Regions from separate parts of the Mus musculus genome. Here region 1 is linked to region 2. A link is a contact called in public promoter capture Hi-C data. All regions are on one chromosome and are shown on one strand. The core of a region is the stretch at or near the end of the contact, and the rest is flanking DNA. Distances in the headings are between cores, read along the strand shown.

The links. Promoter capture Hi-C pulls out the DNA fragments that hold promoters and counts their contacts.
Region 1: a promoter capture Hi-C map of hippocampal neurons shows a contact between it and region 2, with 2.6 times the contacts expected there. The contact joins two enhancer-like sites. A contact is called at or near these places in 1 of 39 promoter capture datasets (hippocampal neurons), 2 of 484 Hi-C or Micro-C datasets (the N1E-115 cell line and nephron progenitors) and 3 of 9 other capture datasets (adipose tissue, embryonic stem cells and pancreatic islet).

What each region holds. Positions count from the first base shown.
Region 1 is chr6:84,230,199-84,234,999 of GRCm38.p6, reverse strand. No RefSeq gene overlaps it. Among named protein-coding and RNA genes, the nearest start is that of Gm10445, 190 kb to the left of the region's middle. Within about 2 kb of position 2,444, at least 27 of the 459 cell types and tissues checked have an H3K27ac peak or open chromatin away from gene starts, as enhancers often do. A contact at or near this core is called in hippocampal neurons, where this site is marked.
Region 2 is chr6:84,117,996-84,123,033 of GRCm38.p6, reverse strand. All of the region lies in intron 30 of Dysf (dysferlin), which reads right to left. Among named protein-coding and RNA genes, the nearest start is that of Dysf, 100 kb to the right of the region's middle. Within about 2 kb of position 3,108, at least 28 of the 459 cell types and tissues checked have an H3K27ac peak or open chromatin away from gene starts, as enhancers often do. A contact at or near this core is called in hippocampal neurons, where this site is marked.

The sequences.
Region 1 (4,801 bases), core at 1,195-3,694, 110 kb before region 2:
GCCTTGCTTCAGTATCCAAAGAGCAAAGCATCAGGGCTTGTTGAGTCTGATAGGACAAGGTCCTAGGTCATCTTAACAGAGCCAGAAGTCTGTCAGCAGCCCCAGGCTCCTGGGTGGCTTAGAAGAACAAGGATACCTGGGGCTTCTCTGGTACCCTGATGTCTCAAAGCCATTACCTTAATGCCAAGTTCACATTCAAGAAGTTCCTGTGAGAACTACAGTTAATTACCTACAGTTAATGCTGTCCTGGCCCCAGTTAAAGACAAGCACACACACTCCCAGCCCCTACTAACTCTCAGCCCACTGGCCCACTCCTCACACTACACAGATCTTCTCAGGGATCAAGACAGTGGAGTTTGTGTCTCTCATCCTCACAAAGTTCAAGCTTTCTATAGCTAGAGGTCTATGCAAGCCTGCACAGGACCAAAACAAAGACCACCCTGAGGAAAGACCCTGCATCCCTAGGCAGTACCCCCACCCTCAGCTCAGTCCTGTCCATCATGCAAAAATGACTTTGAGAGGGGAAAGCCAAGCAAGGCTTCAGAAACTGGGCTGCTGCTGCACCCAGCAGCCTGGAAGGGACTGGAAGAGAGTCAGCTGACTCCCAAGAGCTGTGCAGAGCTGAGCACAGCTTCCTTACAAGGCCTTCCCTAGATTCTAGGGATGAACTCCAACAGTTCCAGGCAAAGTAGGCTATAGGATAGCCCAGCTGACTCTCCATCATCCATAGAGGTGAGCCATGGTGGCGTTAGTGGCCACACAATAAGAAAGGGCCTCTTTTCAGGTGTTCCACTTGAGCTGGATCAGAGACTAAGAATGAAAGCAGGAAGCCGCCCCCCAGCAGACCTGACAGCCTCCCCTCCAGTCCCTGCCAGGCTTCCTGCCCTCGGCCTGTACCTTTCCTCACCCCAGCCATGCTAATGCCTTTAGCAGCCTCCAGGTCTGTCTCCAGGGCAGCCCTAGGTTCAAAGATCAAATACACTTTCTGGCAGACTAGGGCGATGGCCTACTGCCAGCAGTGGGAAGGGCCGAGCCAGTGTAGAGCAAGCAAGGTTCTTTTGAGTCCTTGGTGTGAAGGGACCTTAGGCAGGAAACTCCACAGTGTGCCCAGAAAGAACCTCCATCCCCAGGGAGCTGACCTTGGCCCTGCCTTCCAGCCTAGGAGGAAACGGGTAAGGGGTGGGACCCAGGGGAATCAAAATGAGGGGCGAAGGAGAAGCGAACTAGAGAGGAATCAACTCAGAATGTCATTCTCAGGTTCTGGCTTTTCCCCACCACACCCTGAAGCCCAAACCACTGGGTGTAGTGACAAGGTGTGTGTGGTCAGGGAAGGGACACCCAGGGTGGCTGAGGAAGGACTGGTGAAGAGGGCAGGCAGAAATCACCACAACCAGTCCCTGTCTCACCATCTTGCTTACCAGTGTGTTCATGCTTTTTGGATGGGGGTGTCACAACTCAGAATACATAAACTTTCCTTCAAACAACCACAAAAATCTAAAGCCTTTACCAGGTGAGTGTCTGCAGTTCTGAGAACCAATTATCTTGGAAGACCACAAATGAAAAGTCACTGAGGAATGTGAAGGGTGACCCTGCTGTAAGCTTTCTTCTCACTCAGCTTCCAGGCAAGGCTGAAAGCAGCTGTGAAAACCTGCCCTGTCCCCTAGAGGCTTGGTCCAGGGATGGTAGTGTCCTAAAAAAGAGAGAGAGAGAGAGAGAGAGAGAGAGAGAGAGAGAGAGAGAGAGGAAGGAAGAAAGAAAGAAAGAAAGAAAGAAAGAAAGAAAGAAAGAAAGAAAGAAAGAAAGAAAGGAAGGAAGGAAGGAAGGAAGGAAGGAAGGAAGAAATTCTGAGGAAAGCAGCATTGTAGGAAGTCCTCAGGTCACTGGAGGATGGTGACCCCAGCCACTCCTTCCCCATTATCTGTGTCTGTCTTTTTCTGTTTCATCTCACACTCTCTCTCTTTCTCTGTGTGTGTCTGTCTCTCTGTCTCTCTGCCTCTGTGTCTGTTTCTCTCTCTCTGTCTCTCTGTGTGTGTGTGTGTGTCTGTGTGTGTGTGTGTGTGTGTGTGTGTGTGTGTGTGTGTGTGCATGTGTGTGTTCCCTGGATCATGGCATGAGTAGTTTGTTTCACCACAAGCTCAAAGCCACAGAACAAACCTGTCATAGAGCAGAGCTCCAACCCTGTGAACTAAGACAAATGTCTTTATGCTAAGCATTTTGTACAGCGAGAACAAATCTGACTGACAGAGAACACATCTACTGAGAAATGGGATTGTTGTCTCCAGCAATGTCTGGATGGAACAGAACTTTAAAATTGGTTCTCAGAGGAATGCAGGAACATTCAGAGGAGGGGGCTTGAGAAAACTCTAGATAGCTACAAATAGAACCCAGGGGGCCATCTGCTGAGGGCTCAGACACCAGACTGCTGTGGGAAGTGTGAGCTGTAACAGGCTGTGCAGCTTCAGATGGACAGACACACCAACTAGCATGGAGACATCTGTGGGCAAAGCTGCTCTCTGGGGCCATGGGAGCACCGCTACGACCAGGAGGGCCAAGAGAGGGCATAGCTGCCAGTCAGCGTTGGGGCCCTCCCAAGAAAGAACATGAAGAAAGGAGAGGAGGAGGTGAAGGAAAGGGAGAGAAAGAGGAGGGGAGAGGGGGGAGGGAGGAGGAGCGCAGAACCTGTCAGCTGCTCCACACTCCACACGGGCAGATTGGATGACATTGGCAGGCTGAGGCTGACAGTGACCATGAACTGGCCAGGCAGAGCCCCTTCCAGCTGCTGCCCATCCTCAAGTGCAGCGGCGATTGGAGGACTTGGTCAGCCAGAGCTGTGCAGCTGTCCATCAGGACAGCGGGTCCCACAGATGGAGAACACTATCTACACAGAGGACTCAGCAGCAGCAGCAGCAGCAGCAGCAGCAGCTCAGGGGCCACACAAGGCTCAGCACCTCCTTCAGGTCACCCTGGTTCTCAGGGCAATCAGGAGCCTGATCAAAGTTTCTCATCTGTTCCCAAACTTGCTGACTGTGGAACCGGTCCCTCCCTCCCTTCTTTTCTCCCCTCTCTTCCTATTTTCCTTCCCCTTCTCTCCTTCCTTCCTTTCTTTTCTTTTTATTTTTGTTGTTATTGTTTTGATATAGGCTGTCATATATCTCAAGCTGGCCCCAACTACTTATATAGAACTCCAGATCCTCCTTCTTCCACATCTCACATCTCGAAAGCAGGAACTGCCAGCTGAGCCACCACACCCGTCTTTTTTTTTTTTTTTTTTTTTTTTGTCTGCTGTTATAGACTGAATTAAGTCCACCCCCAAATTCATCTGCTAGTATCCCAGTGTGACTGGGTCTATATTCAGGGTCCCTTTAGGAAGAAGCTGAGGATCATGGAAGCATAAAGCTGGCCCCCAATCCAACAGCACTGTTAAGGGAGATATGAAGGTGGCCAGGGAGGGCCTTAGATCTGGGAGGTCTGGGGACCATCCAGCAGGAAAGCCACTGTGCAGAGGTGGACCGTGAAGGCTGGTTCCCACCATCTGCACCCCAGCTCCGTAATCCTCCCTCCTGGCATGGAGACCTTAGGCACTGGCTGGTTTTTCCAGGCCTTTAAGTATGGAGGGCCTGGCAGCCAGCCACTCCTAGCCTCTGTTGGGGGCCCAGAACCTGGAGAGGGAGGCAGCGTGGAATAGCACTTACCGCACTTCCCCCACTCCGCTTGCACAGGTGGCTGATGGACAGGCCTCCCTCGGCATCTGCTCCCCATTTCTAAGTGAACTCCAGCCAGCTCTCAGAGCCACGTGTTCACCCAAACCAACTCAGCCCAGAATCAATCACCATGTGACAGGAGAGGACATGGGGTCTGCATCACCTCCCCATGCCCCCACTCACTGCTGCCACCTGAGATGCCAAGCATGAGGGTCCTCATGCGTCTCAGCAGCAGGCCACCTTAGGGGTTGGGTTGTCGGCTGAAGAGCGGGAGCACTAGGCAGCCATGGGCACTCACGTCTCTTTAGGGCCAGGCAAGGTCAGAAGGGTAAGGCCACATGTGGGCAGACCCTGCTTTTACCTAATGTATGCTCAGAGCTATGTGTGTGTGTGTGTTTCTAAGCTCTAAGTATGACTTTTTTTATTATTTGTGACTTTGAAAACTGGAAAAATGAATCCCTTGCCTAGTCCTGGCCACACAGTCAGAATCTCTCCACTTCCCCATCCTCAGGGTGGGTAGCAGCAATCCCCAGGCCTTCAGCACTGCCCACTCCAGGGAGCAGCAGAACAAGGGACAGACTGATGGCAGGGGTGGGATTCTGGTACAGCTAGCTGCTGCCTGCCTGAATGGACTTGAGCAAGTTGCCAAGTACCTGATGCCCAGCTGAAGTGGGGGCACCTGTGACCGCATCCTTTCGCAGGATCAGCTGGAGGTTTAGAAGGGTTTGTATTCACCCTGTCCTTCAGAAGTACTGGGAACAAATAATGGATGTATTCATCGGTTCCATGTGACTGGAAACCTTGGAGATGGTTGCTACAACTTGACAGACAACAGGAGAGCCGTGGTCAAATAATAATCTCACGGCCCTGCTTAGATCAAAGCTGCTTGTCCCGCTCTGCCTAAAACAGATAGCAGACTATGGGCCCTGGGAAGCCTCTTGGGAAACCCTGCTGGGGGTCGGGGGAGGGGGGCAGGCACATGAGGGGAAAGAAACCAAGGACACTAACTGATCTTGTGGACCAGGCTGAAGCAGGCAGGGTACCTGAGACCTCTTTCTCTTTTGCTGTGGTCAAGCCGAACTTCTCAGCCTTATGATGAC
Region 2 (5,038 bases), core at 1,859-4,358:
CCAGGCCGTTTACACCTTCACACTGTGGGCTATGCTGGATCTGTCACAGATGCAGTGCCCATCGGGGCACAACGTGGTGACAGGCCATCCAGGACTGACATTGGTTCTGTGCCAACAGAGGTGTATTTGCCAAAACAGGCCATGGGCTGGTGGTCTGCAGTGTGTTAACCCTGGTCTATTCTTGTTTTGCTATGCCATTATCTTCCCCGTCGTCTAATGGGTGAGAAAACTAAGGTTCAAGAGCGGCTCATCTCTCCCCTGAAGTTAAACAGTGGATTCTCTAACAAGACCAAGGTTTCTTTCCCAGAATCCATCAGTTCGGAGCATCTAAGCAACGTTCCAGATAACTGCAGAGGGCTGAGGGCCAGGCTGGGGCCTGAAGTCACACCCAGAACCCAGGGCACTCTCCTGGCTGCCACCACACAAGCCCCACACAAGACAGCAGGCCAGACCAAGGGAAGAAAGCCCTTTAAAAGAGGGAGTGAACTGGAGACCTCCCTTCCCAATCAGGTTTTAAGTAGAATAACAGGCAAGGGTGCAACCCCATTTAATTTGCAGCTGGAACCAGGGTTTGGACTCAGCCGCTAAAGTCTTCACTAAAATCTTTGCAAAACTACTGCCTGAGAGCTTCAAGGAGTTGGGAAGGCACCAGGCAACCTGAAGAGTGCACAGTGCCACGTGTGGGCTGATCCGGGCCCAGTGTCCTCCCAAGGTCTCCTCCCTCTGTGCGCAGGCTGCGGAGACATCCAGGACAGGTTCTTTCCTGTGCCAGCTGCCTCAAGAATTTCAACAAGTGTCTGTCCCACTTTGCCTGGAAGTGCCCTGATTCTTCACATCTGTTTTCTTAGAATGACTGTTAATAATACCCCAGGCCAGATTTTTAAAAAATTAGGAATAGAAGAACATAGACCCTCGCGTGTGACATCATACTCAGGGCTCCAACTGTGCAGGCACACACACTCAGGGCCTCAACAATTTAAAACCCAAGTTAGAGCAAGGCAGATACAGGGCCCATATATTTAGGGGACATTATCAAACTGTCCTCTCTAGCAGGCAAACAGGAGGGATGGGAGACCTCGGTTTGAATGGGGTACCAGCCCTCAAGTCCCAGCTAGCACAATGCCAGGTAGGGTGCGAGTGCTTGTTTCAGATGGTCAAGAGCCCCTAGGATCTGGGGATGGGGCTCAATGGGTAGAATGCTTAGCTAGCATGAGCAAGGCCCTGGGTTCAGTCTGCAGCACTATGTAAAGTTATAATGGGTAGTGCACATCTGTAGTCCCCATCGAAGAGGTGGGGAAAATCACAAGTTCTAGGTCACCCTAGGCTACATAGTGAGATCAAGACCAGTAATCCAGGATACATGAAACCTTGTCTCAAGAAAGGAACCTGGGGGCCCATATACAAAGCAGTCCTCCAAGAAGTCAGCCACCTCCAGCCATAGCTACTCAGGAGGCAAATCTTTGAAGGGTGCCTCGCAGAGGAGGAACAGATATAGGAACTGGGCTGGAGGTGCCAGGCACACAGTGTGGCTTCATCCAGATCCAGAGATAGCCCCACCCTGGCCAAACCAGATGATACCTCATTTCCAGCCAGCTCAAGTCTTGAGTTACTTCACACTGGCACTGGCCTTTCCTTGACCGTCTTCCCAGCCCTTACAACTCACAGCTGCCCTTCCCTGACAATGGCCCAAGGTGGTGACACCTGTCTCCAAGGGTTCTCACAACTTTGGTCTCAGCCAACTGCAGGCTTCCTGAGTGGCAGCTTCCCTGGGTGGCGAGATGGAATCCACACCTGGCTGCCCCAAGGAACTGAGCTGCCCGTTTGACTTTGTACCCAGCTTAGCATCCTTGTAGGGAGCGAGGATAACCAAGGATGCTAGCCTGGCCAAGTGCAGCCTTCTGAGGCTTCAGATCCTCTCTTCCTACAGCCACCCCAAAGCACCCTGGGTGGGGGAAAAGGTACACCAGTGAGAATGAAGGTGGAAATAGCAGTTGGTGGCCTGGCCAAGAGTCAGAAAGTGCCTGAGGAGGGGGAAGGAACCCTAGGCAGGTGCTCAGACAGACGCAGATCTGTTTCTTCTGTAGTAACACGCAGGACCTGAAGACCCATCTATGACATCACTACACCCTAGCTGCACCACCCAGTGTGACGGGAAGTGCACTTCCTTATTCTGGTTACTTTAGAAAAGAATTTAAAGAGCCATGTGTGGACAGGAGCTAGGCTAGTTGTCCCCAACTGTAAAATGGGCTAATATCAGCCTACAAGGCAACATGTAAACCTATCTGCATGATCCGTGATATGTGGTTAAAAAAGATACAGTAAATCTTTCTTAGAAACTTGGATGTCCTAGAGGAGTAGATAATGCCAGGGCCTGACACTAGAATTTAGCCATCATACAGACACATATGCAAGCATTAGATCTGACAAGGGTCAGGAGAACACACACATACACACACACACACACACACACACACACACAGGGGAGGGGGAGATGCATCCAACTTCCCAATTCTCCTGCAGCTCCAAGGTTCACATGTCACCTTTGAGCGTGGAAGTCTTTCTCAGTTCTAGAAGGCACCAAGGCCACCAGCACGTGCTTCAGGCCTGTCTCCTCCCTCCCAGCGAGACTACTCTGAAGCTCAAGAAGCTTTGCCCCTCTCGAAAGGCCAAGTGCAGAGGCAGGGCTTGGAAAAATCCTTGTGCCTGGAGGGCAGGCCTAGGGCAAGGGCAACAGGACAGATTCCGTGAGCTAATCTGCAGCAGCCGTCACCAGAGTTCCCAGAGAGGCTGGTGGCGTCAGGAGGGGGGTAACTGGGTGGGAGCCGGGCGGTGGTGGTTGTGGCGGCAGTAAGGGGTGTGGGGTAAGGAGGAGGCTGATGGAACACGCTATAATAGCGGCTTTGTACTCCGATTCCCAGCTCCCTGGGAACGCCAGGAAGATTATGAAACCCGGTGTCTTTGGGAATGCCAGGATATTAGCTGGAAAAAGAATAATACGAAAATAAAATAATGCGCGGGATGGAGACAGCAGACGCTTAGCAGACTGAGCCAGGGCCTCCCGCTCTGAGGAGGGAGCCAGGCTTGGCCCCTGCTGCTGGTGCTAACGAGCAGACAGGGCCTGCCTTCCAAAGAGACGATTTCCAGAGGGAACTGGCAGACCAGGCCCAGCCCTGCCAAGGATGCACAGGCCAGGGGAGGGGTACTGGAAGGCAAGGCATAACCAGGCCTGGTGCGGCGGCCCAGACAGTCAAACCCATCAGATTCCCAGGAGGTTCCCTTAACCCCACCCACAGTCCTTCCCTGGCTCTTTCAAGATCTCTATAACCTCCTCCAACCACCCTCCCCCTCAGCATGGTCACCCTGGAATAACTATAGAACAGCTACGATACAGAAGGCAACAGGTTTATTCACACTCGCACATAAGTATCTCTTTCCCAGACTCAAATCACAGAGGAGCTCCTCATGGACCAAGCTACTAGCACCGAATCCACCAAAGAGCAGCAGTACAAGCAATCTGATCTTGCCCCACCATCCATGACGCTGGTCATACACCCAGCAGCTCTCAGAAAAGCATCTAAGTGGAAGTCAATGCATGCTATCTTCTGTCCTTGTTACTCAAAGATGGCCCTGGAGCCAGCAGCAGCAGCAGCAGCCCTTGGGACCTTGTTAGATGTAGAGACTCTTGGTACCTGACTCAGACGCTGCATCAGAGCCGGCATTGTAACCAGTCCTTAGTTGACTTCTGCTCATTAGCCTGCACAGTCACTGCTAATCTTCCAGGGCTGCTGAGATATAATCTCTTCTATGAATGATATAACAGAGTCCCAGAGGCATTGGAGGCAAATGCAGCAGGATCCGGAGCACCCCTGAAGCCTGTCACCCTATCACACATACACCTAGGTCAGGGCAGGCATCAGCAGACATCAGGACCAGCAGTGGTGTCCTGGTAACAGAGCACCAGGCAATCTGTTCTGAGATGCAGCATGGGCGTGAGTTCTGGTCCCTGGGCCAAGACATCAGAATGTTCCAGGGCAAGGCCAGGAAGCTTAGACCAGACTAGAAACATGTGAAGGTGGCAGTAGAAAGGGAGTATGGTATGGGGCCATGTAGGGTGTGATCATGAGTCTGAGTACTCATGTCTCATGAGTATGTGGGGCTGAAAGGATTCCATGCGCTCAGTTACAAAGTGATCCAGGCAGTTACTACCAAAGAGGATAATGGCTCTGTCCAGACACTGAACCCCTAAGGAGACTGCAGAACTATGTGTGATCCACCGTAGCAATCAGACTATCTCCCTCAGATTCTCTGGCAGTCATGTTCCCCAGAGATGCAGAGGGGTTCCTGGGGCTGGTTCCTTCCATGTGTCATAAGCTAATCACAAATGAATCAAAATCCACCAACCCTTCCATGTCTGTCAGTGTGACGTGTGACTTCAGTGATTCTCCCACGACATGCCCCTCCATAAACAAGAGTAGTCAGTGTCTCTGCTTCTGAGAAAGCTCATGACCACCCTGCCCCATTCCTCCAGTCATTACTTCAAGAAGCTTGGGCCCACATCTCCCAGTCTTGCTTGACTTCCTTCTCCAAGGAACCTGCCTTCATGCGTGTGTCTCTGAGTACCATGTGAAGGTGGCAGTAGAAAGGGAGTGTGGTATGGGGCCATGTAGGGTGTGATCATGAGTCTGAGTACTCACATCTCATGAGTATGTGGGGCCATGTGTCCCACCCCTCCCAGCTGACACCCAACCCCAGTTGCTTCCTTGCCCTGGTGGTCTGCGGGGCAGCCACTAGATCTGCTCTCCTCACACAGCTGCACTGAATGTCAGACTTATCAGAGCCAGCAGTGAACTCATAGTAACACTGGGCTCACCCTGTAGTTTCGCACTCTCAGCTCCCTTCCCATCTAACATTACTGAGCCTCTAACACCCCTGTGTCTCCTTCTGCCATTCCAAATACCACCTTGGTCCTTGGGCTCCTTCTTCATGTGGTTGTCTCATCCCTGGATCTTCTGACATCTCCCTCAGTTACTTTCCATAG